7 separate regions of the Mus musculus genome follow, and all the other regions are linked to region 2. Evidence: chromatin contacts called from public HiCAR-type, HiChIP or PLAC-seq and promoter capture Hi-C data. All regions are on one chromosome and are shown on one strand. The core of a region is the stretch at or near the end of the contact, and the rest is flanking DNA. Distances in the headings are between cores, read along the strand shown. Region 1 holds the start of Pim1 (proviral integration site 1). Region 2 holds the start of Snrpc (U1 small nuclear ribonucleoprotein C). Region 3 holds the start of Fam234a (family with sequence similarity 234, member A). Region 4 holds the start of Rhot2 (ras homolog family member T2). Region 5 holds the start of Mrpl28 (mitochondrial ribosomal protein L28). Region 6 holds the start of Rab40c (Rab40C, member RAS oncogene family). Region 7 holds the start of BC004004 (cDNA sequence BC004004).

Region 1 (2,700 bases), core at 36-2,535, 1.7 Mb after region 2:
ACACAGAATGAGAGTTTACCCATTTCCACACGTCGTTATCAACTCTCCATGAAGTTCAAAAGGACAAAAGATGAAAGCGGACTCGGCTAGCTTTCCGTGGTATTTCCACGTGCATGTGGGGACTTTCCTTTGAGACAAGGCTGGGGTGGGGGCCAATAATATCTGGTATCGCCTGACTGCTAATACCAAGCTGATGAGAAGGTAACTACCGCAACAACCTCTGATTAAACCCAGCGGCACCCTCCCACCCTCGCCCGCGATCAGGAATTTTCCTGCTCCTCCCGCCCTCTCAGAAGGGGCTGAGGCAGCATTTGGCAAGAGAAAGCTAACGTTTGTGTCGTGATTTCCTCTCTCAGGCGCTCGGACATGGACCGAGGGGATCAGGTACCCCGGGTCCCTTCTAATTCTCTCTGCATTTCTAAATTGAGAATCTTTGTCACCGGCTCCTCGCATCCCAGGTCTCCCCCACTTTTCCTCGCAGGCCTGTGACTGGCCTCGGTGTGCAAAATGCCGGTGACTCACGTCTTGCACAGCCTTCGCCCCCAAAAACACAATCATCACCCCCAGGATCTAGCCCACATAACATCGTCAACCCGCCCCAGCAGCCTTGGAGGTCTCCGGGCTGAGTCACACCAGAGGACCACCCTGGTCGGCATCCACACACACGCGGTCCCTACTCATGGCTTCCGCGCCCGCCACACCAACGCCCTTCCATTTCTCACAACTTGCTACGCTCCAGCTCCAATCCTCGACCCCCCTCCACAACCCAAATCTCCGGGAAACACAGAGCCGGCAGAGCTGGCCTCGGGCGGCCTTTGATGGCTTTGTTATTGTTTGGGTTTGAATCGATACGCCCCTCCCCATCCTTCCTCCCCCGCCCGCGCGCGCCACCCAGCTCCCGCCTCCCTGCACGCCCAGCGCCCCTCCCCCTCCGTTTTGGCGCCTTTTCCTTCCCGCCACGTCGTGGCGGCGTTAGCGACCATTCTGACCGCGAGGCGAGAGGCGGGGCCCGCAACGCCTTATGCAAATAGGGCGTCTTCTGGTTGGCTGAAGCCGCGCCCGAGGGCGGGGCCGGGGAGAGGGGTGTAGCCGCGAGGGGGCGGAGCGGAGGGGAGCGGCCCTGGTCCCGCCGCCTCCCCGCCCCCTCTCCGCCCTCCGCCGCCGAGCCAGCCCGGCTCCCCACCTCGGCCTCCCGGAGAGGCCCCGCCCCGTCCCCGCCCGCCGCGCGCGCCCTCCCCAGCGGCGCGCTCCGCCCCTTTACTCCTGGCGGCGGGGCGAGCCGGGCGTCTGCAGCAGCGGCCGTGGCGGCGGAGGAGGCTGGAGGGGAGTCGGCAGTGCCGGCGGCGGGATCGGCAGTAGCAGCAGCAGCAGCAGTCACAGTCAGCAGCAGCCCTGGGTCCCGCAGCGCCTCTCGCCCTGCCGCCTCCCGCACTGCCTGACCCAGCCGGCGAACCCGCCCGCGGCCAGCCCCGCCAGCGCCCTCAGTCGTCCTCCGACTCGCCCTCGGCCTTGCGCGCCAGCCGCAGCCAGAGCCGCAACGCCACCCGCAGTCTGAGTCCCGGCCGTCGGCTCAGCCCCAGCTCGCTCCGCCGCCGCTGCTGCTCGTCCCGGCACCGGCGCCGCACCGACACCCTGGAGGTGGGGATGCTCCTGTCCAAGATCAACTCCCTGGCCCACCTGCGCGCCGCGCCCTGCAACGACCTGCACGCCACCAAGCTGGCGCCGGGTGAGTGTCCCCACCCCACCCTGGGCGCGCGGGTCGTTGGGACGCCGGGAGACCCCCGCGTGGGTCGAGCGCGCTGAGTGTCCCGTGCCTCTTTCCTAGGCAAAGAGAAGGAGCCCCTGGAGTCGCAGTACCAGGTGGGCCCGCTGTTGGGCAGCGGTGGCTTCGGCTCGGTCTACTCTGGCATCCGCGTCGCCGACAACTTGCCGGTGAGTGGGCAACGCCGCCTCGGGGAGGGCGCGCGGAGGGATGCTTTGAGCAGGAGGGTCTGATGGAGACTCGGGGGTCTTCTTCCAGGTGGCCATTAAGCACGTGGAGAAGGACCGGATTTCCGATTGGGGAGAACTGGTGAGTGAGCCGGAGCCAGAGACCCTCTCATGGGTGGGTGGGTGGCGACGGGCGTGCCGGAACCGGCGCGCTAACCCTCGCCCTCACTCTGCAGCCCAATGGCACCCGAGTGCCCATGGAAGTGGTCCTGTTGAAGAAGGTGAGCTCGGACTTCTCGGGCGTCATTAGACTTCTGGACTGGTTCGAGAGGCCCGATAGTTTCGTGCTGATCCTGGAGAGGCCCGAACCGGTGCAAGACCTCTTCGACTTTATCACCGAACGAGGAGCCCTACAGGAGGACCTGGCCCGAGGATTCTTCTGGCAGGTGCTGGAGGCCGTGCGGCATTGCCACAACTGCGGGGTTCTCCACCGCGACATCAAGGACGAGAACATCTTAATCGACCTGAGCCGCGGCGAAATCAAACTCATCGACTTCGGGTCGGGGGCGCTGCTCAAGGACACAGTCTACACGGACTTTGATGGTGAGCCAGGCCCCGGGGAGGGAGCTGCCCAAGGTGCCGGCCTGGAAGCCTCTGGCGGCCTCGGCTCCGGCCCTTTGTAAAGGTCATTGGGCCGCCTGGCTCAGAGCTGGCAGGGGTGGGGCAGAGGCGAGCTTCCCGGCATAGTACAGCCGGGGATTTCGAGCTGGT
Region 2 (2,700 bases), core at 53-2,552:
AGAGAACAGACTCTAAGTTTGACCTGTTAGTTGGCAATGTACTGCTAACAACGTCTATAGAATCACTACCATTTATGGTGGCCTAAGTGCATAGACCTTTCGCTAAATGCCCTATGAGCTTTACATTTAAATTTTTTTTATATTTTGTTTTATTTTAGACAAGGTTTCCCTGTGTAGCCCTGGCTGTCCTGGAACTCACTCTGTAGACCAGGCTGGCCTTGAACTCAGAAATCTGCCTGCCTCTGCCTCCCAAGTGCTGGGATTAAAGGCGTGCGCCACCACTGCCCGGCTTAAATTCATTTTTGTATTATTGTATGTATATGGGTGTTTAGTTTGTAAGTGCACCATGTATGTGCCTAGTGCTGGGAGTGGATTAAAAAAGATCCATCAGACACCCTGAGACTTGAGCTGCAGACAGGTGGGAGTCACCACGGGGGAGTGTTGGTGATCGAACTTAGATTGTTCCAAGAGCAACAAATGCTTAATCGCTACACCAATTCTCCAGCTACTTTCCAGCATTTTTACATTTGATTCTTCCTTAAACTGCACAAGTTATTACCTTTACTTTTCAGATAAGGAAACTGAAGCTCAGAGAGAGTAAATTGCACAGCTAGGAAGGAAGCAGGGAGACAGGGTTTAAAACTTGAGACCCGCCCCACTCACCCAGGAGTGTGTCCCTACAATTCACGTCTGTCTTAATTGCTCAAATACAATGATCAATTTCTCAGTGATCGTCTTCTACATTTTCTTTGTCTTCCTTGATGTTCAGCTGCGCTCTTCCCCGCTTCATTTCCCCAGCATAGGACTTTGATCCCTCAGCCACTGATCGATTTCAGCTTACTGCTAATCAGGTCTTGGAGAATGAGAACTTTTACCTGATTTGGTTCTGCCTTTTTCACTTCTCATTTACAGAAGAGCTGGGTACATACTAGAGCAGTGGTCGTGACACCTTTTGCGGGTCGAACAACCCGTTCACAGGTTTCTCCTAAGACCATCAGAAAACACCGATAATTTGCATTACTAGTCATACGAGTGGCAAAATTACAGTTATGAAATAGCGACAAGAATAATTTCTGGTTGGGGGGGTCACCACAATTTGAGAAGCTGGATTAATGATTCGCAGCGTAGGAACTGCTGACTCAGGGTTTTGGAACCTTTTGTTGATAGTACTAAATTACGCACTTCCTAGACGGAGTAACTAATCCTGAATAAGTGAGCGCGGATTGAACCTCAGAGGCACCCACAGCATCCGTAGGGCAGAGGCCGGAAGCGGAAGTCCTACCCCTCCTGTCTGCATCCTTTGCTCGCGTCGGCGCAGCCTGTGTGCGTCAGTTCCTGGCGGCGGGGATCGGGGTAGCCAACGGCTTGTGGAGCATCATGCCCAAGTGAGTGTGGCCCTGGGAGCAAGCGGACTTGCGGTGGTCAGTTGGGTCCTGGTGAAGGTGCAGGGCGGCGGCCTCGGGTTCTGGACGTTCCGAGGGGAAGGCGAGCCCCTCCGAGGGATGGCGGGTGGAGACCCAGGCTCTCCGGCCATCCTGGCAGAGTGGGCGCGGACCCTCGCTCAGAAGCCTCGCATTCTGTCAGGACGCTTTGTTTGACTTACAATCCGAGGAAGTTGGGTTTTGGGTCTGTTTGTTTGGACAGCTGTTAATTGCTGACGTTTTCTTTTGTCATTTCAGGTTTTATTGTGACTACTGTGATACGTATCTTACCCACGATTCTGTAAGTGGCGGGTCTTTTTTATAATCCTAAAACGCCTTGTATGCAAAATTCTTTTTCTTTAGGTCCAGGTGTGTGCATTACAGTCTCCTGGAAATTTTATGACAACCTTTCTTAGAAAGTAATTAGGAAGCGGGTGTTTTTTCCCACCCTTTTTGTGAGGTCTTTGCAATTTGAAGGTATTTGCAGAATGATAAAACTTTAAGCAAGCTTGAAGATGGAAAGCATTTGCGTATACAGAAACTGCATGTACCTGTAATGTCAATACTTGAGAGGCTGAGCCAGGAAGATGGCAAATTCCAGGTCAGTTAAGGATACATATTGAGACCTTGTCAAAATAACTCGCCCCACCCTCCAAAAAAAGCCCAACAAAACAAAAAACAAACAAACCAGGAGTGTGTTCCTACAAACTTGCAGATTTGATTATGTCACATTATTCAAATGCCTGGTTAAAATGGAAAGAAATGTCTTAGTGTACAGCTCCATTCTCAGCTCCTGTGAGAACCTCATTAACTATTGATCATCAGGAGGAATAACTGAGATATGTGATTAGTGTTGCCCCGTGTGTAGCAGCCACAAGGCCCAGCAACAAAGTTAGGGCCTGGCGCCTGTCTTCCTAGTACACTGAGATGGAGCATTGCTGTGAGTTTAAGGCTATGGTGGGAGACCCTACCTCAAAAAAAAGCAAATCAAAACAACCTTTAGCAACAACAAAATTTGGTTTTTATGGTTTTAATAGTTTTAAATAATCTATTTATCTGCCCCCCCCCCCCCCAATCTCCTGAGGAAACAAGACAGATCTTCTGGAATAATTTGTAAACCAGGCTGACTTCGAACTCACAGAGAGCTGCTTGCTTTCTGCCTTCTGAGTGCACGGAGTAAAGTTATGTGCCACCACTTCCTTGGCTTATTTATTTTTGGAAAGGGTTTCATTATGTAGCCCTGGGTGGCCTAGAACTTATGTAGAACAGGCTGTCCTGC
Region 3 (2,700 bases), core at 122-2,621, 1.6 Mb before region 2:
CTACAGGTCACTGTCCTTGACACACTACACCTACACTCACTCTTGCATGCACACACTCATTTCATAAGCTCTGCTGTACCCACCTCCTATGTACCTAGTAATACAAAAAGAATGTGGAGGGGGGAGTTAGACTTTGCAAACTGGGTCATAATGACAGTGGTTTCTATCACTCCCTATCGCCCCACTTCCCTTACAGATAACTCTTCTGAGGGAAGGCAGATACCAACAGAAAACAATGAGGACTCCTGCCACTGGTCTTTTGAGTCCACTATCTTGGATTTGGATCCCCCAACTTGGCGAGAGTTACTGGGCCATCATCACCCAGGTAGACTGATTCCCTACCCACAGAAAGTGTTGACTAATAAAGGTTGTTTTATTTTGTGCATTTGGGGAAGACCGCATATTGTAGCCCAGGCTTATCTCAAACTCCAAATTCATATGTCTCAGCCTCAACTTCTGGGATTACAGAAATCCACCACCACACCTAGGATAAAGATTGCTAGGATAAACCAATAAACTTCTTGTTTGTTATAAAGCAACATATAAGGAATACAAGGAGGCAATGGAAGGAGTAAGAAAAAACGCCAGTACAGAGAAGAAACAGACAGCTCGGTGTAATGAGGCAGGAAGATTGCTTCCAGTTCAAGGCAGCAGGAGGCGGTGGTGGCCTTAAAAGAACATTAGAACTGTGAGGGTGGAATATGAAGACAACCCCATCACCAACCACTCCTGACCGTACCCACCTCACTGCCTTGGGCCTGAACTTGAAGAACATGAACTGATTCTCACTGATACTAAACACACGGGGCCCAAAGAGCGTTAGGATTTAAGGAACATGTCCACCGGAGCACAAAGTTCCTCTGGTAGGTCAACCCCTGTCGCTCCGGGTCACCACAGCGCCCTCCAGGGAACAGACACGACGGAGCAGAGATTTGTTTGGCCAAGTTGAGCACGCTTGAGGGTGCCAGGCCCTGTGCACTGCTACTCTGGGAGCTCAGGCGGGGCCGACCTTAGCTGTGAGCTGCAAGTGGAGGCGGGACCCGCTCCTGGCCCCCACTAGCTCCGGGCGATCGAACGCAGACGGCTTTGGCCGGAACCAGCTCGCGCGTTAAGAGTTACCTAGTCCGATCCTGACCTGCTCTCGGACCTGTCCGCGAGATCCTGCTCCTCAGCAAGTGGTACAGGACTGGCGAGGCTGGCTCAACTGCGGTCCCTGGAATCCGGGATCCACATCCCCAAGGTTCCCGGGAGGACAGCGGCTGAACAGGAGTACAGACTACGCCGGACAGCAGCGCCCCTCCCCGGCGCACCCCGGTCCGCCCGGCCCCGAGGGCAGCGTGCCACGCCCCCACTGGGCCCACCCAGGAGGCCCGCCCCGCAGTAGGCCCCGCCCCAGAGAGGCTGTGACCCCCCCCCTTAGTTCGGCCCACCTGAACTGTGCGTCACTTCCTGCCAGCGGAAGGGGCGTACCACAGCGATTCCGTTCTGTTGACTGAGTCGGTTGCTTAGCAACACGGCCACTGTGTCCAGTGTTGCCCTTTTCGAGCAGAGAGCCTGTTTGTGCAGGAGCATTTTGGCATGATAATGCTGTGATGGCTTAGGCCTGGTGTTCCCATACTAACCCCAGGAATCCATGAATGGAGACAAGACAGAAGGCCCATGCTAAGGCTTCTTTTTTCTAGCCTGCGTATCTTTCCGATCACTTACTGGCCACGGTATTTTCTTTCCTCAGTGCACACGCAGGCACATAGAGACACACACTACGACAGAAAGGGAAGATCAGAGGACAGTTTTGTAGAGCTGGTTCACTTTCGCCTTTATGTGGGTTCTTGGGATCGAACTTAGGTTACAGGCTTGCACAATAGCTTGGCAAGGACTTTTACTCTCTGAGTAGGCATAAATTTTTTGCAACCTACTTTTTTTTTTTTTTTTTGGTTTTTCGAGACAGGGTTTCTCTGTGTAGCCCTGGTTGTCCTGGAGCTCACTTTGTAGACCAGGCTGGCCTCGAATCAGAAATCTGCCTGTCTCTGCCTCTCCAGTGCTGAGATTAAAGGCGTGTGCCACCATGCCCGGCTGCAACCTACTCTTAATAAGGGTCCAACCTCTCCTCTAGCCTACAACCCAGCAGAGGCAGTGGAAGAGAAAAGTTATTAGGATATGGGTGAAATGGACCGGTTCAGCAATAATTCTTTAGGGGTGAGCTAGATCTTCTTGGGCAGCAGTTCAGTCCCATAGCAAACACCAAGTACAATTCAGCAGCTGCAGACCAGTCCTCTAGGGGGGCAGACACCAGACACTAACCACCAGCTGCAGTCCAGTCCTCTAGGGGGGCAGACACCAGACACTAACCAGCAGCTTCAGTCCAGTCCTTTCAGCAAGCAGACACCAGGCAGCTGTAGTTAAATCCTGAAGAAACTTCTAGATTTGCCAACCAGCCTGATGTGAGGCCGCAGAAGCTGCAAGCTGCCATAGGAACCTCACAAGCAGTTCTTTGGATAATTTCTCTCAATGGCAGTGTTACCACAAGGTGAGCTCAACAATGCTATGTAAGGCGAACAAATACATGCGTGTCTTTAGCAAAGAATAGCAAGGCAGAGCAAACCAAATCTCAGTGCTCCTCTCCCACTGTCTGTGGGGTCACATTTATACTCCTTTATCAAGAGTCCTTACACGTGTCTGCTATATCCAACAAGCATCCTT
Region 4 (2,700 bases), core at 143-2,642, 2.0 Mb before region 2:
CATCGTACACCACACACACTACATTTGCCTAAAGGAAAGCAAGGCACAGGGTAAGCATAGTCTGCCGGCTCACTATGGACAGTACAGGCCACTCCTGGCCATGTCCCGGGTGCTCACAGCAGGATGGGTAGGGCTCTGAGGCCAGGAAAGTCCACCTTTGCCAAGCAGGCCTCTCCCTGCCAACACTCCCTAAGAGACACCAGACCCTAGCACCATGGCTCTAGACAGCACATCCTGGACTTATGACAGACCTATCACACGCAGGTTACAGTCCCAAGGCAGGTCTCTCTCACTTTCTATCTCAGTACAAGCAGCAAGGATGCTGCAGATGCAAGCAAGGAGACACTGCACCCTGACCAAGTGACCAAGTGACCTGCACCTATAGGACACAAAGAAGGCTGAAGGACTGCATTCAGGAACATAGTAAACTCTGGCATCAGGGAACGCCTAGTTAAGATGGCATCCACTACAGCCTAGGGAGGAATAGTACTGGGGAACCGAAGTATGTTAAGGAAAAGCAATGAAGGGTGTGTGTGTGTGTGTGTGTGTGTGTGTGTGTGTGTGTCTGCTCCCCTCAGACCCTGGGATGGATCACTAATGGCAGTACTGGCCAGGTCCTGATTCCCAGAAAGCTATGATCTGGAAAAGCCAACAATACTCAGCCGTGAAGGTCACAGCTGAATTATCAGGGTCAAGCAGAGTCACCTAATCCAGCCGCCAGGAAAGGAAGCCGATTAAGACTAGATGGCAGCAAGTTAGGACCAAAGAATTGGGCTCAGTACCCAAGGGCCTGCAAGATGCACCGCACCTTGTGGATCTCCTCCTGAAGTTCTTCCTCTGTCTGCTCCGCTTCTAAAAGGAAAAAGAATGCTATGTAGAATGGCTGTTGCGCTCGATTCAGACCGGCTGCAGGCTCAATACACACCGGCTGGGGGGCAGCATTTGGAGATAGATACCTGAGTAATCCACGATATGAGTGGGCACCTTCTCCGGGGTGACGTCGGCGGGGATGGTTATCTCCTCCGCGCGGGCAGGGACCTGCAACAGGTGGGTCAGTATTGAATGCGGAGCGGCTGCCCAGAGCCTGGCATCCGCCCTAAGTGCCCAGTCCGCCCCGCGCACCTCCTCGGGAAACTCCTCGCCGACCAGCGACAGGATCAGAGACGTCTTCCCCACCTGGGCTGCGCGGGGAGAGGGAACAGTAGTCAGGAGCACCGCCGAGGTCACGGCGACCCTACCGGTCTTCCCGCGGCCCCAGCGCACCTACCCTCGCCCAGCAGCAGGATGCGAACATCGCGCCGCATGGCTGCTGCCCGCAGCAGCACCCCAAACCCACCCCTCCCGGCCCGGCCCGGCCCAAGTAGACCCAATCCCAACCCCAACCCTCTCCTTCAACCCGCTCAGGCCCCCGCACTTCCTGTCTTCAGTACCGCCCTCACCCAAGCTTCCGGTCCCGCCCACACAGCACCAGCTAGTGGTTGGGCTAAGGCAAGGCGCCCGCGCCCGCCTGCCAGTAGAGTGTTCCTGACTCTGCAGGTGGTGCAAACAACTCAGACTCAACGGGCTCCTCGGGAGGAAAGGGTGAGCTCAGGCCAGAAGTGATGCAAAGACACAATTTATGGGACAATAAAACAATGTATCGCTATAATAAATGCCAGTGTTTATTTCCTTAAACTGTACAAAATAAAAACAATAAAACAACCTTCATGTGAAAAACAACCCAGTATGCCAAGTTTTGTGTAGGAGGGAGTGGTTCTGAGGGTCAAAACCACACTTCACAGATTCTAAGTCACTGCCACACCCTCAGCCTCCTTGAATCTTTTCAGATTTCACCCAAATTCCAAACAATGCAGTTCTGAAGCCTGTCCCAGCCATCCTGGCTCGGCATACAGCAATCCACAGTCTGGCTTTTCTGCCTATGTTCCTAGCAATAGCTCAGGGATCGGTGACTTCCCACACCAGGATCTCGTTGTGAGCAGCTGTGAAGAGCAGTCTGCCAGATGGAGTGAACCTACACAGGTGGACCGAGTCATCATGGCCTTCCAAGTCCTGGGCAGTCCCTGACGCACAGTCTAGGAGCCTCATCATGCACTCTGTGGGTAGATGACAGGGTGCTCTGAGTACTGACACCTTGCTGGGAACCTTGCTGAGGGGAGCAGGGCCATGACATCTACGCCCCCAAACCTGCTATGGCTGAGGACTGTCAAAGCTGCCCTCTCTATGTGTGTCGACCAGCACTCACCAGCAAAACCAACCACCATGAGCTGAGATCCTGGGGACAGGCTCAAAGACATGGCAAAGAAGGGCAGAGGTGTCTTCTGTATCACCTGTAGGAAAACAATATGACACTGAGGTCTCCTGCCAGGGACAAAGCCCAGGCTCCATGGCCTTCTAACCCTATGACACAGCCCTGGATGTCCACCTACAGAGCAGTGATCGCACAAACCTGCTTCTGACGGAGGCTGTAGAAGATGACCTCCTCATGTGCACCCAGGCCCACACACACCAGTATCGCCTTATCCCAAGGGCAGAAGGCAGCAAGAGAGGGGGGCAGGAGGCCTGGAGCCTGTGGAAAGCAGTATGTTGTGCTGGGTTGTGCAGACTCCAATCCCCACCCACATGACCGTGGAACTCTTACCTCTGAGACAGCAGGTGCAGGAAAGCTCAACCATTCCAGGAGTTCACAGCGGTCCCGGAGCC
Region 5 (2,700 bases), core at 30-2,529, 1.7 Mb before region 2:
CAGTGACCTGATAAGGCTGGTTCATGGACACCTGAAACTCTAATGACCTCTTCAGCTAGGACAAGCGAGAGAGGTGCTTGTCTAGCCCCAACCAGGTTTCCATCTGAATAAAATTGTCCTGAGACGCTTGGCTTCTTTCTCCAGAGAAGACCCCCTCCACCCCAAAAAATCTTTATGGCTGCTGCCAATTCCTCTGAAGGTCACAGCTGTTTCCACCTGGAGCCCACAGGTGCCACGTGTGGGCTGATCACGCTGTTATGGATGGGGATACAGATAAGGGATTCCTGTGGTCCCCTTCCTTTGGAAAGCCGTGATATGAGACCCACAAGCAAGGAAGTCTGAGTGCACAGAGGTCACTCACTGTCTCTGACATCCTGTACCCTTAATGCCATCCTGCCTTGGCATGGGGATACCCTCCTGCTGCAGTTGCTATGGTAGAGTCCAGGGTCATCAGAGAGCTGATTAAGACCTGGAGTGCTGTGTGCTGTCCCTCCCTCATTGTCTGTTGGAGCAGGAGGCCTTCGGGAGAGCCTGAGGTAGCAGGCTGCTCAGCTGTATGAGGTCTGGCTCCAGAAGGCACACAATGCTCGCTAGTGTTCCCTTCTCTCTTAAGGGGTCCAAGGCCCCAGTCTGGTGAGCATTCTCCTGTGCTGGCCCTAGACACTTGGATGAGGCTGACCCCTACTGGATCAACTGAGGATTAAGGAGTGGGTTCTGGATCCCCAGCCCAATCTTTCTGGTCTCCTGGGGTCACTGAGCTGGTAGTGCTGTGTGCCCAGGCCATTTGGTTCCCACTGTGAGGCTCATCTGCTCTGAGTACTGGGATTGCAGGTGTGGGCTTCTGGGCTCCTTCCCAAGCTACTAACATCCTTTATTTGGCACCAAAGCACACTTTAGCCCCTGAAAGGGGAAATGTGTATATTCTGTTGGGGGTGGGGGGCAGGTGGTAAAATGTTACTGTTCTAAGATATGAAGGCATATTTTTATGTAATTGGTGAATTTAATATTCTACAATAATTTTTCAAATCAAATGAGTGGTCTTTTTTTTTTTTTTCCTTGCGTCCCTGGAGGGAAAGGGAGGTTGAGCTCAGGGTAGCCTTTCCCAACAGGCTTGCCAAAGCTGCTGGGGAACTCCTGGGCTGCACTTGGCAGACGGTGCCTTGAACCCATTCGCAGTAGATAATTTTTCATGGTCCCTAAAGGAGGCGGAGGGAAAGGGATTAGTTTAGATGGACGGGCGTTGCTGCCAATTGGCAGCGAGCGAAGGCGCACGTTCGGTGACGCTATTCCGGTTCCGGGAGGCGCGGGCGCGCTCTCCTAGAAGTAGAGGGTCGCGCGATGCCGCTGCACAGGTATCCTGTGCACCTGTGGCAGAAGCTGCGGCTGCGGCAGGGCATCTGTGCGCGCTTGCCCGCCCACTTCTTGCGCTCACTGGAAGAAGAACGGACGCCGACCCCGGTACACTACAAACCTCACGGGACCAAGTTCAAGATCAACCCCAAGAATGGGCAGCGCGAGCGCGTTGAGGACGTACCCATTCCAGTTCACTACCCTCCAGAGTCCCAGCAGGGACTGTGGGGTGGAGAGGGCTTGATTTTAGGCTACAGATACGCCAACAACGACAAGGTGGGTGCGGACCATCTCGGCTGTTCTGCATGCTTTGCTGAGCAGGCGCTGCTCTGGGCGCCACAAACGGTCAACCAGACTAACACAAGCGTTTTGTTTACGGAGCAAGCTAACTCCGATAGCAAAGTCTAGTCCTGAAGTGGGGTGGTCCTGGATCAGATAGTATCAAAAGTAAGGACAGAGTGGGGACAGTGGTGGAGAAAAGGAAGGAGGAAGGATAGATTCGAAGCTTGTGCCGAAGAGGAGGGAGAAGTGAAATCTGCTTGTCACCTGCTAGTTTCTATGCGCATTTCCCTCATTTTTAGGACGGAATAACTTTGCTCCTAGTACATAAAAATCAAAAAGACCGAGATGACTGCCTGGAGTCTATCTCTTCTGGTGATACTCTGCTCCTAGGCAAGCCCTGTGGGAGGAGAGAGTATGTTTCAGGCCTTCCAGGGTGTCATTCACTTGCCTGTGGCTACTGGGTTTCAGCTGTGTGAGAATCTGGAACATATACCAGTAGCATTAGGGCTAGCCTGAGTGAAGCAGACATCTAGGTGGGTGGGTGTCCAGAGCCAGCTCAGGGGCCCTGACCTGCATCAGTGGTCCTGAGGAGCGTCTGAGGAAGGGAGAGGGCCTGGCTCACAGTAGCCCAGGTTCCAGAAGGGTGCTTTGGGGCCCACTTGGTCTATAGGAAAACGGGAGGTTTCTCTTGCACCCTTAGCTCTCCAAGAGGGTGAAGAAGGTGTGGAAGCCACAGCTGTTCACTCGGGAGCTTTACAGTGAAATCCTGGACAAGAAGTTCACCGTGACTGTGACCATGAGGACCCTGGATCTCATCGATGAGGCCTATGGATTTGACTTCTATATTCTCAAGGCAAGCAGGGGTTAGTGCACTCCAAGGTCTTGTCAGACTCGTGGGAAGTGCCGAGTGCACTGCATGGGCATGGGCAGGGAGTGTGGGGCACCCCAGGGTAGCCATTACAAGTAGGACTGAGTCCCTGTTGGTGCAGCCCCTGAAGCTTTCTGTCTTGCTGAGGCCACTCCCTGTGAGTCGCTGACTTGTCCAATGGTTGTAGCCATTTCTTTTTC
Region 6 (2,700 bases), core at 67-2,566, 1.9 Mb before region 2:
CATTTCTGAAGCCAAGCCCAGCCCTTCCCACACTCCCCCATTGGAAAGGTAACCCCCCAAAGCCTTTCTGAGCAGGGCTGTCACCCTGGGACGCCCAGTTAAATACCAGTCAAGGCTGCCTGGCTGTGCAGAGGTCTTTTCACATACCCTGCAAAGTAAAACCATGACTCTTCCTTTCCTGCGCTGAAGATGCCTGCTGTGAACTGAAGCTGAGAGGTGCTTGGGGAGGACTTACAGAGAAGATCCAGCGCTACTGTTCAAAAGGAAGGGTCCTCCACTGATGTCCTGGCAGTCATCACCCTTGACAAGTCCTAACTGCTAAGAGTGGTAGATGTCTTACCTACACACTCAGCTGTTATTTACCAGACCGCCAGTACTCAGAGCAGTAAGACAGGGCTAACAAGACCCCAGAGAATGAAGTAAAAAAGCAGAGTAAAAGGGACTCGGGAAGCGACCAGGAAGGTAGAATTAGTCCAGTGATATAAGATGACAGGCCCACTGCACATTAATTCCTCCGGAGTCAGCAGCCCCTGTGATCCAATCCCACCCACTGTTAGCTACGATTTTACCTTAAATATCTAAATTAAGAGGCAAGCTCAGGCAAGTGCCAGTGATGCAATCTACCTTGTGTATTTTTTGCCATGCACCCGGAAGTTAACAAAAATCACATCGCAGCAGACCTATTTTCTCCCTGCACAGGGTGCGGTGTCTCTGAGCAAACCCCTCCGGCGGCAGTGCGGTGAGCACCGGGCCCGTCGTGCGGTATCTGCCGCGCGGCCCATTCCAGGCCCTAATGGACTCCAAAGACCTGCTGCTGTGACTTCTTAGTAGCCACCAGGACCCGCGCCCGCTTGCCGACGGCTCCTCAAGGCAGGGCCAGAGGATACCGCAGCGACACGCGCAGAGGCCGCCCGCTCCCGCGACAGGCCGCTCCCACCTCGCGCGCCCACAGCCAACCCCGGCCTACCGTTGCTGTAGGCGTACGGGGATTCAGCTGCGCCGTCCTGAAGGCTCTCCAGGATCTCGCCTTTGCCCACGTCGCTGTCGCCCACCAGCAGGAACTTGAGCAGGTAATCGTAGCTCTTCACTGGACTGCCCTGGGTGCCCATCCTCCCGCCCGCCGCACCGCGGCCCACGGCACCGCCGCCAGACCTGCGGGCGAAGGCTGGTGAGCGGCCGTGCGGTCAGGACGCTGATGCTCCCGCCCGCTGGCCACCGCCCCCAGTGCACCCGCCCCGCTGCCGCCAGCTTCACCTCAGCCTCCTAGCCGCCGCCGCCGCCGCTGCCGCCGCCGCCACCCGCCGCTTCCCGCACGGCACCGCGCAGCCCCGCAGCCCCGCCCCCGGATGCGCCGCCGCCATTGGCCACCCTCCGCCGGCCCTCTCCGGGCCATTGGCCTGGCAGCCTGGCCGTCACGGTCGCCCCGCCCCCACGTCGCCCCACACAAGGTGCCGCCCAGCCCACGGTCGCCCCGCCCTGCCCACTCGCCACTGCTACTGGCCCGCTGCCACCCTCTTTCTCACTTCTGTTGGTCTACATGCTTGTCTATCACTGAAGTCCCGTCCCCGCTATTTCGTACACAGTGTTGCTGAGGCTGGCGTTTTTCCCCGCCTCCTCGCTGTGACCATTGGCTACTTCCCACTGATTTTCCGAAATCATTGGTTGCTCTTGCATGTCCATCCCAACCCCTACTGCTTCCTGCAGGATGCCTCAGAGCCATAGTAGCCGGGCACCGACCTGCAACATCCTGGCCTCCCGCCCCCTCGTCATCACCATTGGCTACTACTGCTAAGGCATTTGTGCCATCTAACATCGATCATAACCTCCTAGGCCCACCCCTTTCCTAATTCGGGCCAATCAAGAGTCAAACATTACACAAGTCTACCCTTCCCCCCTCGTGGACAAGCGGAAGGGTAGAGATAACTCCTGCTTCAGCTGAGTCCCGGGAGGAGGGTGTTGGAAGGGGGCAGGTTATCTATCAAGCTGCGTTGGCCGGCCGCTCTCACAGAGACCCAGAAGGGAAGTAACAAAGTTCGTCGTACACTGTGGGGCTCGCCTTCCCTGAGGGCAGGGCGGGGACAGCCACTTAGTGTTCGCCCTGGAGGGGCAAGCCTCTCTCCCTTGTGGGCTGTTCCAAGGGGTGGGACTTCCTCCTGGCTGCGGAGTGGGCGGGGCCGCTACTGAGTGTTTTGGCACAAGGATGGCGGCTGAAGTCCACCTCTGAGCTGTCTCTTGTGGGGGACATCCTTCCCAAAGCGGATCCTGAGGGCTTGGACCAGCGACTGAGCAGCGTTGGCCCGGTGAACTCCAGGATGGGCAACGCATTGCATGTGCACACTCGGTCGGCCAGCTCCAAGGCTGGAGGGCCACGGACAGCGTTCTTGGTTAAGAGTGCATTCACAAGTCACATAAATAGCAAAAAATTTAAAACGTAAAACATAAGCCGGGCGTGGTGGCGCTCGCCTTTAATTCCAGCACTCGGAAGGCAGAGGCAGGCGAATTTCTGAGTTCGAAGCCAGCCTGGTCTACAGGGTGAGTTCCAGGACAGCCAGGGCTATACAGAGAAACCCTGTCTCAAAAACCCAAAACCAAACCAAACCAAACAAAAAACAAAAAAAACCGTAAACATAGATTGGGACCAACGCTCTTGCACTGTAAGCCTAACAGTATGAGTTCGATCTCCCTCCGGTGACTGACCAT
Region 7 (2,700 bases), core at 64-2,563, 1.4 Mb after region 2:
TTCTTAAAGACATTCTCTGTTCTCTTCCAGCCTGTCATCTAAGGAGGCTGCCACTCTGATCGTCACTGTTCTCTGTAAAGCTGGTGTCCTTAGGGAAACAGAACTGTACCTCTTCAGTGCAGTCTCACCTGTCTCTCTTTGCCTTGCAGCTTCAAGTGATGGGAACTCTGCTAACCCCAGTTCTCTCACTCGGTGAGGTTCTGAAAAGGGGACTTTGAGAATTTCCAAGGCCACCATAGATGAATTTAGGCTCCATATATTCTCCTTTTTAGTTTTTTTGTTTTTTTGTTTATTTGGTTTTTCGAGACAGGGTTTCTCTGTATAGCCCTGCCTGTCCTGGAACTCACTCTGCCCGGCAGCTACAGACAGTTCTAAGCCATTGTGTGGGTGCTGGAAAGTGAACTCTGGTCTTTTTCTGGAGCAGCAGGTGCTTGTAACTCCGGAGCCCTTTCTCTAGCCTGTGTAACTGTCATTTTAAGGGGTTAAAAACAAAGTCAGTTCTGGCAGGCTTAGTATGTCAGCTGAGGGTACAGGTAGTAGTGGGTGTCAGGAAAGGAGACTTATTTGTGCCTGTATGGGGAGAGCGTAGAGTGGCCTGGTGGCCTGGAGTCTTTGCTCTGGTTCATCTGACCCCATCTCACAGTCACCATGGCTTTTGAGTTATAGCATCAGGGCTGAGCCCAGCATTTTGTTTCAGGTCCCCGGGTAGAAATCAGTTAAAGGTTCTGATATAGAGGCTTGAGAGATGGCTTGGCTGTTCAGAAAGCTGTTTTCCCAAAGAATTTGAGTTCAGTTCCCAGAATCTATATCATTCTGCTCACAGTTGTCTGTAAGTCCAGTTCCATGGGATCCGGTGCCTCTGAAGACACTTATGTGCATGGAGAAGCGTACACATACTACACACACACACACACACACACACACACACACATATACAAACAGTTGCTGACTGCCACTCCCTATTTGTGAGAGAAACCTGCAGTCAGTTAACCAGCTCCATAAACCTGTTTGGCTGGTTCATGGTCAGGTGTTGTGAGAATGTTCATGTTACAATATATAATTCTTGAAGCAGTTTCCTAAGAGTACAGTGCTTAGTGATGCTTACCACAGAACCAGCAGTCAATAGATACAAACGAGTGAGCCAAGTGTAAATGGGAATGAATTGAGTCAATGAGTCCGGACCCCTAAAAAAATTTTTTTATTATTATTATTATTGTTGTTATTAATATTTTGAGACTTCTACGACTGAGAAGGCGCAGTAGTGCCATCTGGACGTCAGGGGGAGCAAGAGCACAAGCTTTTCAGATACCGCGAGATTTGCCCCGCGCCCCGCGCCCCGCGACCTCGCCAGATCTGTTTCGGAACCTGGGGCGCAAGGAGCTTTTCCTTTGTGTTCCAGCCCTGGCCGGCGGCGCGAGAACCACTTCCGGGTCGCGCTGCCGGAAGCAGGAAGTTGTTGGCCCACCCTCCTCGCCCGGCGGCTGCTGTCCCCGAGGCGGGAGGAGCCCGAGAGGGCGCGGGCCCGCATGTGAGTGACTGGGGCCCGAGGCCGGGAGGGGGGAGGCCGGCCGCCCTCCGCGGCCGCCGCTGCCTCGCGCCGCCCTCCTCGCCGCTCCCGTCCGCGTTCTGCTGACTGACAGCACCCCCGACCGCTCCCCGGGGCAGATCCCCTCTGACATCTTTCCCGAGGCTCCGCGGGGAGGGTGACGGGGTCCGACACTGCTCGAACTTGGTTCGCAGACGTGGCGGCCGTGTCCGAAAGCCCTGACCCCGCTTGCCAACCTGTCACAGATGCCTTAGCGTCACCCCTGAATGGCCCCTTCTTAGACATCTTAGCCCAAATGTTAAGGAGGAAGTACTTAATTTAATTTTATTTATTTTAATGTGGACTTAATGTGATAAACTTGGCGTCTCAGAACGTGGCATGGCACACTGACCCGTTTGCAGTCAATCGCCTGCCAGTACGAGAAAAATAAGCTGCCTAGTGTTTCCTTGCATTTTAAGACTTAAACCTTGCAAGCCATGTGTCGTGAGTATGCTATGTCAGAAACATAAAGGGACACGTTTGTCTTTTCACAGTGCCAGGCACAATGTCTTTCACAATGGAAGTACAGATTCACAAACTGGGTTTCGTTGGCTGCAATTTTGCCAAGATTTCGAGATTTCCCTTGACAGCTGGCCATCACCGAAAATAGAATATATCATTCCAGTCTTCACTGGTGATATTAACTCTCACCGGAGACTACACATCCCACAGTAATTATATGTCTATGTAGGCTATTGAATAGCTGTGTAAGGGGTAAAGAGGCCACAGGAGTTCTAAGAGGCCTTACATGAAGCAGAAGACAGATGTAAAGAGAAAGACAAGTATTCATGATAAGGTATGAAGGCTTTGGAGCTGAGGGAGGCCCGGAGCTAGACTTCACCATTGAGGTGAGCTTGGGAATGAACTGGAAGATGGTCCAGAAGGACACACAGGTGGCCACATCAACAGTGGCAGGAAGGGGAGGATCTTGAGCTCCAGAGATTGGTAGGAGTTCTCTGCTGTCAGCCTTTAATGAACACACTCGTGGTTACACGGGCAATGGGGGCTCTTGTCATTATAGCTTTAGAAGTGTTCATGGGGCTCAAGTGAAGGTGATCGATTTTTGCCACTTTCTAGGGCATATGATAAGTTGGTTTTATTTAGTGTATTTGATA

What was found. Promoter capture Hi-C pulls out the DNA fragments that hold promoters and counts their contacts. HiCAR-type assays count read pairs that join an accessible place to other places. HiChIP or PLAC-seq counts read pairs in DNA pulled down with a chosen protein or histone mark. Capture Hi-C pulls out chosen DNA fragments and counts their contacts.
Region 1: a contact with region 2 is called in a FOXA1 HiChIP or PLAC-seq map of pancreatic cancer cells. The contact joins the promoter of Pim1 here to the promoter of Snrpc in region 2. A contact is called at or near these places in 1 of 39 promoter capture datasets (cranial neural crest) and 1 of 115 datasets of contacts at active chromatin or transcription factors (pancreatic cancer cells).
Region 3: a FOXA1 HiChIP or PLAC-seq map of pancreatic cancer cells shows a contact between it and region 2. The contact joins the promoter of Fam234a here to the promoter of Snrpc in region 2. A contact is called at or near these places in 1 of 39 promoter capture datasets (liver) and 1 of 115 datasets of contacts at active chromatin or transcription factors (pancreatic cancer cells).
Region 4: a contact with region 2 is called in a promoter capture Hi-C map of adipose tissue, with 2.6 times the contacts expected there. The contact joins the promoter of Rhot2 here to the promoter of Snrpc in region 2. A contact is called at or near these places in 1 of 39 promoter capture datasets (pre-B cells) and 1 of 9 other capture datasets (adipose tissue).
Region 5: a contact with region 2 is called in a promoter capture Hi-C map of liver, with 3 times the contacts expected there. The contact joins the promoter of Mrpl28 here to the promoter of Snrpc in region 2. A contact is called at or near these places in 2 of 39 promoter capture datasets (liver and pre-B cells) and 1 of 9 other capture datasets (liver).
Region 6: a HiCAR-type map of astrocytes shows a contact between it and region 2, with 7 times the contacts expected there. The contact joins the promoter of Rab40c here to the promoter of Snrpc in region 2. A contact is called at or near these places in 1 of 484 Hi-C or Micro-C datasets (B cells), 1 of 115 datasets of contacts at active chromatin or transcription factors (astrocytes) and 1 of 9 other capture datasets (liver).
Region 7: a contact with region 2 is called in a promoter capture Hi-C map of cranial neural crest. The contact joins the promoter of BC004004 here to the promoter of Snrpc in region 2. A contact is called at or near these places in 1 of 39 promoter capture datasets (cranial neural crest) and 1 of 9 other capture datasets (adipose tissue).

What each region holds. Positions count from the first base shown.
Region 1 is chr17:29,489,500-29,492,199 of GRCm38.p6, forward strand. Pim1 (proviral integration site 1) reads left to right here and starts at 1,286. Exons shown (of 6, transcript NM_008842.4): 1 at 1,286-1,726; 2 at 1,826-1,932; 3 at 2,021-2,071; 4 at 2,166-2,532. The coding sequence starts at 1,645. It overlaps Gm26885 (predicted gene, 26885), which reads right to left and starts at 2,045. Exons shown (of 4, transcript NR_168683.1): 1 at 1,678-2,045.
Region 2 is chr17:27,838,785-27,841,484 of GRCm38.p6, forward strand. It overlaps Snrpc (U1 small nuclear ribonucleoprotein C), which reads left to right and starts at 1,303. Exons shown (of 6, transcript NM_011432.2): 1 at 1,303-1,385; 2 at 1,680-1,722. The coding sequence starts at 1,378.
Region 3 is chr17:26,242,871-26,245,570 of GRCm38.p6, forward strand. It overlaps Fam234a (family with sequence similarity 234, member A), which reads right to left and starts at 1,372. Exons shown (of 13, transcript NM_001206335.1): 1 at 1,136-1,372.
Region 4 is chr17:25,843,133-25,845,832 of GRCm38.p6, forward strand. Rhot2 (ras homolog family member T2) reads right to left here and starts at 1,393. Exons shown (of 19, transcript NM_145999.3): 1 at 1,268-1,393; 2 at 1,123-1,181; 3 at 957-1,038; 4 at 809-852; 5 at 1-28. The coding sequence starts at 1,304. It overlaps Wdr90 (WD repeat domain 90), which reads right to left. Exons shown (of 41, transcript NM_001163766.1): 38 at 2,639-2,700; 39 at 2,447-2,566; 40 at 2,243-2,327; 41 at 1,602-2,093. The coding sequence ends at 1,936.
Region 5 is chr17:26,122,224-26,124,923 of GRCm38.p6, forward strand. It overlaps Mrpl28 (mitochondrial ribosomal protein L28), which reads left to right and starts at 1,280. Exons shown (of 5, transcript NM_024227.3): 1 at 1,280-1,626; 2 at 2,333-2,485. The coding sequence starts at 1,339. It overlaps Pgap6 (post-glycosylphosphatidylinositol attachment to proteins 6), which reads left to right. Exons shown (of 13, transcript NM_021793.2): 13 at 1-1,031. The coding sequence ends at 11.
Region 6 is chr17:25,918,398-25,921,097 of GRCm38.p6, forward strand. It overlaps Rab40c (Rab40C, member RAS oncogene family), which reads right to left and starts at 1,317. Exons shown (of 7, transcript NM_139154.2): 1 at 1,255-1,317; 2 at 968-1,152. The coding sequence starts at 1,109.
Region 7 is chr17:29,267,475-29,270,174 of GRCm38.p6, forward strand. It overlaps BC004004 (cDNA sequence BC004004), which reads left to right and starts at 1,314. Exons shown (of 9, transcript NM_030561.3): 1 at 1,314-1,528.